Regions from separate parts of the Mus musculus genome. Here region 1 is linked to region 2. A link is a contact called in public Hi-C data. All regions are on one chromosome and are shown on one strand. The core of a region is the stretch at or near the end of the contact, and the rest is flanking DNA. Distances in the headings are between cores, read along the strand shown.

What was found. A called contact is a pair of places that touch in the nucleus more often than the background predicts.
Region 1: a contact with region 2 is called in a Hi-C map of the MNK3 cell line, with 2.5 times the contacts expected there. The contact joins two enhancer-like sites. A contact is called at or near these places in 8 of 484 Hi-C or Micro-C datasets (B cells, the MNK3 cell line, astrocytes and 5 more) and 1 of 115 datasets of contacts at active chromatin or transcription factors (large pre-B cells).

The regions. Positions count from the first base shown.
Region 1 is chr2:124,913,099-124,917,027 of GRCm38.p6, forward strand. No RefSeq gene overlaps it. Among named protein-coding and RNA genes, the nearest start is that of Gm39920, 120 kb to the left of the region's middle. Within about 2 kb of position 1,508, at least 4 of the 459 cell types and tissues checked have an H3K27ac peak or open chromatin away from gene starts, as enhancers often do. A contact at or near this core is called in the MNK3 cell line, where this site is marked.
Region 2 is chr2:124,703,859-124,708,157 of GRCm38.p6, forward strand. It overlaps Gm34484 (a long non-coding RNA gene), which reads right to left. Exons shown (of 5, transcript XR_003953897.1): 5 at 1,992-2,920. Among named protein-coding and RNA genes, the nearest start is that of Gm34484, 15 kb to the right of the region's middle. Within about 2 kb of position 1,268, at least 36 of the 459 cell types and tissues checked have an H3K27ac peak or open chromatin away from gene starts, as enhancers often do. A contact at or near this core is called in the MNK3 cell line, where this site is marked.

The DNA.
Region 1 (3,929 bases), core at 258-2,757, 210 kb after region 2:
GTAAAGGAGGGTACGCTTGAGAAACTGAGTACTGACAGACCTGAGGATGGCAAAATAGAGGGGTAGAGTGGACAATGCTGTTTATGGGAAAATACCTTCCACGATTAGAACAGGATTTTATTAATAAATGATGAATATAGAGAAAGAAAAGAGATAATTGCATTATGGTCCAATATGGACCTAGTGTCAAAGGAGCAGAAAATAGACAATATATTCAGTATGAAGCAGAAGCTCATAGTTTTGATCAGAGAATCTCATTTTCCCTTAGTTTATTTAATCCATTAGACTCAGCAAAATTTAGTCTCCTCCCCTCCTCCTTCTTCTCTCCTTCCCTCCTCCCTCCTCCCTCTTCCTTCCTTCCCTCTTCCCTCTTTCCTCCTCCCTTCACATCCCAATACACAGCCTTCTGATCTCACCCATTGTGTTCCATCAATATCCATAACTGTGATACAAAAGATCCCCAAGAAGTGTTTGTTGACTCACTGACCTTCAGGACATTATTCATGCCATTAAACAAGTACCTTCCAAGAAAGGTCGAGGTTACAGAGAAAGTAAAAGATTACTCCTAAGTATCCAGTGGAAAGAAAGAGGGTATTATCTTCCATAGGGTATTATCTCTTGGGGTTTCTCCTCCATTCGAAGTGCACTTTGAAGAGGAAGCCCACAGACTAGACCCTAACAGTATGTTAACTGATCCCTTCTTAGGCTGTTATCCCAGTCCAAATCACTGTGGTAATAGTTTTCCTGATCTTAGGAAAAGTAAAAGAATACTAGAGAGCTTTTAATATTTTACTTATTTTCTGAAAAATCTCATACATTTATACAATATATTTTAATCATATCTATCCACTACTACCTCCTTCCAATACCTTCTATTGCTCACCATCCTATGAGCAACCTACCAGTGGCCATGTCCCCAAAAGAAATGACTTTTCCTTCCCGTAGTAGCCATCAACTGACAATAGCTCTTCTATCAAGGATTGCCCTCAGGGGCTCCTTACCCATCTAGGAGGGATTTTGATTGTCATGACCTTGTGCAGATAATTGCAACTGCTATGAGTGATATGGGCCACAGCCATGTTATGTTCTAACGTTGGCATGCAGAGCTCCCCCCTCTATTACCCAGCTCCTACACTATTTCTTCTCTCTCTGCCATGATGTTTCCTCGGCCTTGGATGGGAAAACATGGCTGTTCCATCCGTAGCTGAGCACCCGGACTCATATTCAGTAGTTTGACCAGTGATGAATCTCTGAGTTAATCACTATGCACTCTGGAAAGAATCTTCCCTGACCAAAGCTGAGTGTAACAGAAATCAATGAGCATAGCCATAAATATTTAGAAGGCAGTTTGACTGCACAGTCACTTAGCATTAAAACAGTAGTAGCTTTCCTCCTAGGGCCCTTGCTCTTCAGTGTCATGGGCTTTTGATCCAGTTTACAGTATAGCCATAAATTCCCTCCTGTGAAGCAGACCTCATATCCAATCTGAAAGTGGTTTGTTGATCCCATGACTGTCATGCCACACTGCACTAGTGGCCACATCCTGCCACACTTGTCCCTAAGTGAGTGTCCTCACCAATAACATCTTACTACCTAGTTATCCTAGGCAACCAAAAAGTGTGTGTTGTTTTGGCTTCCTCTGAGGTCTCCCTGACCAGTGAATAGCTCATTCCATGTCTGACAACAAGATTTGTATTTAATAATACATCTTCTGGAAGCAGCATCATCCATCCATGCAAAGTACTTATATTCAACTCCTTATTGAAATATAGAACATATTTTATTAGCTCATAAACTAGTGGGTTTCCCATAGGCCTTTTTCACAGATTCTTAGCTTTGGCTAACCTCCCTTCCCCTCTCCTCCTGTCCCCACTTGAACCTTTAACTCCTAAAGTAGCCACTCCCCTCCTTTCTTGATGCTTAGGTTCTACTATTCCCCACTAGTTTCTTCTTGTGTGGAAAGATTTTAAATTTCCATACAGCTTTTTTATGTACCTTCCATTTTCATTAATCCTTGGAACCTCTCACCTCCCCATGACCACCCCTTTCCAACCTGGAAGTTGTTGTTGTTGTTTTTTTTTTTCCTTTAATAAAAGTTAGTCTTAATTTTACAGCTTTTAAATAATCATACCATCTTCCTGGTACATGTTTGGCCATTAAGCTGGATTCATGCATATGTCTTTGTAACATCTTTAATCTAAAGTGGTAACAAAATACCATTCTTCAAAAATGTCCATGTCTTATCTCTGGCACCCATGAACATGTGTATGTGACAAAAAGAGACATGTCATGATATTTGTAAACATGATTAGGTTACAAATCCTAAGATGGGAAAAGGGGCTGTGGTCTAGGTTTTCCAGGTTCACCCAATTTAGCAGTATACGTTATTAAAGGAGCCTTCCCCTGCTTAGCCAGCGAGGCACGTTGTTATTTTTAGTTTATTGTTTTTATTGTTGTTTTGCTTTGTTTGGATTTTGTTCGTTCTTGTTTGTTGAGACAGAATTTCACTATGCAGCTCTAGCTGTCCTGGAATTCCCTTTGTAGGGAATTCCCTTTGTAGACCAGACTGGCCTCAGACTCACAGAAATCCATCAGCCTTTGCCTCCTGAGTGCTGGGATTAAAGGTGTGTGCCACCACCACCAAGCAAAGCAAGGTAAGATTTTTAAGAGGAGATTCTTGAAGTAGAGAAGAAACTTGACATAACTGCTAGCTTTGAGTGTGAAGGAAAGAGCCTTTGAACCGACGAAAGTGAGCAGCCTCTCAAAACGAAAAAGCTGTGTGACCAGAAAGAAAATAGCAACAACCCAGACTCAATCCAGCAACCTCAGGGAATGTACTCTACCAAACCTTAGAGAATAAGAAAATGGATTCTACCACAGAGCCTTTGCAAGGGAGCACAGGTCTGCAGATACTGGTGCGAGGGCTTGAGACATATGCCAGGACTTTAAGATGCTCAACTGTATGGTAATAAGCCACTAAGGCTGTGGCAATTGTCATAGCAGCAGTAGAAAGCTAATACATGCATGCTGTTGCAGTCAACCACTTTTATTTTTAATATGAAATTATATCAATAGTATGTTCTCATTTCACATATTGTACTATATACTGCGCTCTATTAGTACAGCATAGACATTTTTGTGATTTATTCAGCTATTCACAACTTTTCATAATTTGGTTGAAATTTTACCCCTTTTATACACACATGGGACAGTGGGTGGAGAAGCTATGACTTGGTTGGTAGAGTGCTTGCCTAGAGTAGTGTAAGCCCTAGGTTTTATTCCCTGAATCACATAAACTCACAAAGCCAGACCTGATGAATCACACCTATAACTCAAACACTTGAGAGGTAGAGTCAGAAAGATTAGAAGTTCAAGACCATCCTTAGCAAAGTAGTGAATTGCGTGTTAACCTTGACTATGTAAGACCTTGTCTCAAATATGTGCGTGCATGTGTGTGTGCCATGTGTGTTTATGTGTTGTACACATTTCAAGTTTTTGGTGCTTAATTCTAAAGTGGAAACCATCAGATCTATTCTACTTCTATTTCATCCCACCATCACATGAGTTCCACTTGATTAAGTGTCAGTGTCAGCTTCTTACATGAACAGTAGTCCCTTAGCATTTTATTTTGTATTTCCTTGACTGTTCATGAAATTGAACATTTATTCACATATGAATTCCTCATACTTAAAAAAAAAAAACCTGATTTGTCAATGAAAGTCTTAAGAGTTTTTCACATTGCTTTGAAAAAGCTCCTCAAAGATTTATATTATTTAATGTAAGTTCTGTCAATCTGACATATGTCTAATGACATTTGGAAGCCAGATTGACACACCAAATTCTTTTTTTTAATTAGATATTTTCTTCATTTACATTTCAAATGCTATCCCGAAAGTCCCCTATACCCTCCCCCGACCCTGCTCCCCACC
Region 2 (4,299 bases), core at 18-2,517:
ATTCAGAACAGAAGCTCTGAAATGTTATATTAAATTTGTATGCTTTCAGTATTTAATATATGTAGTGAACTTACCCACCACCAAAACCAAGAAAGCCTATGACAGAATTGGAGCTAGAAAAACAACGAGCTTTATTTCTACCTTATTACTTATCATTACCTAGCTTTAGTTTTATTTATTTGCAAGTTTTTAATAAAGTTTTAAATAAAGTTTATGTACAAAAAAAAAAAAAAAAGAACAGGACTGAGGTCTTGAAAAGCCATATAAGATATAGACAGTCCTATAGAAGTTGTCCTTACCCACGGCTCCAAGGGGTGGCTTCTCTCTTCTCTCCAAGAAACACCCAAAAACTTGACAAGCTGAGAAACAACCATTACCTACAGGCCAAGAATTGATTTCCTTTCTGTGGGTCAGTAGTTGACTATGGAGTGGAATGGGATCTCTTGGTGGTAATTTAGATGGTGGCTGGGCTGAAGATAACAAATGACTGCACCCTGGCAGACTCATTCATTTCCCCACGACAAAATATTTAGCAGAAGTAGCTAGCGGGAGGAAGGGTTTATCTGGGCTCTCAGTTTCATGATAGGAAGGCATGGTGGTGTTCAGGACAGTGGGAGAGACTCCTGTCTATGATGGCCAGGAGTGCAATTTGGCTTGCTCACATCTTAGTGGATCAGGAAGCAGAGCTTGAGCCAACAGAGGAAACAGAGTGGAAGTGCCCCTAAGGGCGGAAGTCCTGCCAGGTAAGTCACATGCTAACGGGGCTCCACAAGCTTTAAAACAGCAGCATGACCTGGAGACAACATTTTAAAGCAGAGTAGCAGAGATGGCTTGAAGACTGGTCTCAGCAGGGTCCTCTTCCCTACCCTGCACTTTTACCTGGGAAATAGTTATTAGGCTTCTTATATGGTAGCATAACCAGTCCTTCTGAAGGCCAGGCATAAACATGGCAAAGATCACGTCCACACTGAGGGTTTCACACTCACTAGCCAACCCATATTCACAGCGAGCTTGCCAAAAAGCATATCACCATCCCCAACCTGTCACATCTGGGTACCCTAACTGTGGGGAAGGGTGTAAGTGTGCACGCATCTAAGATCAGATCTCTGATATCTTACGGGCTGTCTACCCACCATGTCTTGGGAATCCCCCTTCTGAGGCTGAAAGTGAAATCATTTCCTCCTTCATCTCCCACCACTGTTGCCCCAAGCATGTCTGATACAACACTTTAGAGCTTGCTCAGGGGAAGACAATGCCTGCTGATGTAATGGGGTAAGGAGAGCCAGTGGGTTGCAGACTCAGCGTTAGCATTCGAAGAGGAAAAGCAACATCAGTGACTGCAGAGGCCCAAGCTGAGTTTCCTCAGGAAACCCTGCTTTTCATCCCAACCTTCCTGGCCCAGCCCCCTTTCTTCTCTGTCTTAAAAAGAGTAGTCACAGGATAGATCTTGTAGCTGCCAGAGTCAGACAGCTTTCCTGATTGAACAGCTGGTTTTCAGTTCATGCAGACTTTAGAGGCCCACCTCCTAAAATCGGAGCCCTCTCTCCTTAGAAATGTCAGGTGACTTTTCAACGTCTTTCTAAAAAATGCAGAGCACAAGACTGAAATCTAATAGAGATATGAGACCAATTACTTGTGAAGTATGGAGTGGGGTACTCAACTAATATAAGCCACTGAAATTGGGTGTAAAAATCTCTCTGTGGGCCAAGGAGATGGCTCAGCAGGTAAAAGCTCTTGCCACCAAGTCTGACAACTTTGACTGTGTCTTTGGAAGCCATACAGTAGATAGAGGGAGAGAACTGTCTTTCTGACTTTGCATATATGCTGTGCCCTGCACTCTTAAATACACACACACACTCACACACACACACACACACACACAGAGAGAGAGAGAGAGAGAGAGAGAGAGAGATTAAGAACAACAACAACAATGTGCAATAACTCTCCCTTCACAATTTTGTCCTTGCTCATTGGCTAAGGTCTGTGATGAGTGTGTTTCGTAGCTATGATTTTATTTGCTGAAGTCCAGAAACAGTTAAAATAGTACCTTCTGCAGATGCACAACTTAGCAAAGGAAACGGAGCACACTGGAATTGCCCTGTAAGACGATCTCCTTTCTTCTGCTCCTCCAGGGGCTGGTTCAGCCCCAGGGTTTAGTGGGAGCACAGAGTCCTCCAGTTAGGAGGCTTTTGTAGCAGTCCCAGGGGCATCTCCAAAACAGGCCTGCTTCTTTCCCTAAAAGGCTGAGAAACCTTAGAGTTCCTTTCTCCCCTGGGCTCGAAGTTTTTAAATTGTAAGCATGAAACTTGAAAGGAATGGAAATTTGTAGGCATCTCTTGCTAGTGCCCTCTTTTGGCTTATTGCTCAGAAATATGAATGCTGTATTTCACTGTGATTGGTCCTGTCGTGAAGGGAGACTCACCGAAGGAAAGAGAGCTATTTGAAAGTGAAGTTTGTTTTCTGTTTCAACTTGGACTGGGGCTTAACTCGCTGTTCCTCAAGGAAGGGAAACATTCAAGCTTGTTGTGAATCCCAATGTACACGGTGATATCATGGGTGTTTCTGCTTTCCTTTCATTCTGTTTTCCTTTCCTAGGTAGGACAAGGTACCTTTCAGGTGCATGAATTATATATAGCACATGGACCCAGTACTATGGAGGGAGTGGCCAAGTCTGTAGGATGCCTATGTTTCTTTGGGTGGAAAGAAGTGTGGACAGATGTCAGAGACTCAAGTAGGGTCTTGAAGAATGGCACTGAGGCAGGATACGGAAGAGGAGAGCAGAGAGCAGGAGTCTGAGCTGCTCAGGGTAATTGTCACAATTCTATAAATGTAATTAGGCTGAAGGCAATGTGGGTAGTCTTAGTATTCGGCAAAGATGCAGTGGCGCTTGTAGGCACATGTCTTCTGTACTTGGCCTTATCTGAAAGATCACAAAGCCAAGGTACAAACCTTTAGAAACAATTTTACATTCTTTCCTTTTCTTTCTCTTCTACGTTAGACATTCTACATCTGGGTATTTATGGGTAAGAAATGAAGCAACTTCATAGTAGTTTTGTTCATAGTAGCCACAAACTATAAAGAACATCAGTGACTGACTGCACAAGGCAGCTGTAATATAACTCCGACAGCATGCTGTTCGAGAATAAAAGGAAGTGAGCCTCTGAATCCTGACTGGAATGCGTCTTACCAATGATGCTACGTGCAGCACATGAAAAAATGTCCTACAGCAAAAGGAGATCGGTTCTCCTGGGACTATGAGGGAAGAGAAGGACAGCAGAGGGGACCCTGTTCTGAGAAGTACATTCCTCAATTCTCGTGACAGCTTTTCAGCTTGAAGCAGCTGTCAGACGTAAGAAATTTTACTCTTCAAATGTGTGAAGCTCATCATGTGCTTGTTTTGCCTCAATAAAGCTGTTACTTTTAATATCTGACTGGTAGGTGAGCAGAGATGTCTGAAGCCCAGGAAAGGAACTTTCATCTAAGACAGAAAGACCAGTACTTTAGATATCCTCAAAATCTTAGATATGAGGAGCATAAGCATGAGGAAAAGAGAATATTTTAGTTCTGGTCTGGGCTGAAGCCCACTCCACTGAAAGAAGAACCCACGAAGGAAATGGTTCTCATTCTGGGAGCCAGAGATTTATCCACTCAACCCTGTCTTCTCCTTTTCACAAGGCTCTGTTGCTCTGGACTCAGTAAGAGGTGCTCTCTGTCGTGGAGGCACCACAGCAGTCCTCCTACAGCAGTTCCTGTCAGGCATGCTCCAAGCATGGTTCAAGTATGGATCCATGGATCTGGCACTCCCAACCTACACAAGCTGGTTTGCACATTCTCGTTACTAAACAGAGTAATTAACTTAGCAATAAGTGAACACAGAAATAAGGCTAACATTTGTCACATCCCATGTCATAATTTTCTTCAGTTCATGGGGGAAAGCCACTCAATAATTTAAAGTAATCGCTCTAAAGATTTTATAGCCCAATGGTGATGTAACAGAAATGGGGGTTGGGGGAGAATAAAAGAAAAAATCTCATTAAGTGTGGTGGTTTAAGTGAGAATGGGCCTCTTCATAGGCTCTTATGTTTGAATACTTGGTCCCCCCTGGTGGAATTTTTTGGGAAGGATTCAGAGACGTGACCTTATCAGAGGAAATGTGTCACTGGGTGTAGGCTTAGAGGTTTTAAAACTTGATGCTATTGCCAGTTAGTGCTCTCTACCTCATGGCTGCATCCCATATGTAAGCACTCAGCTACTGCTCCAGAGCCATGCCTGCCTGCCTGCCTGCCTGCCTGCTGCCAT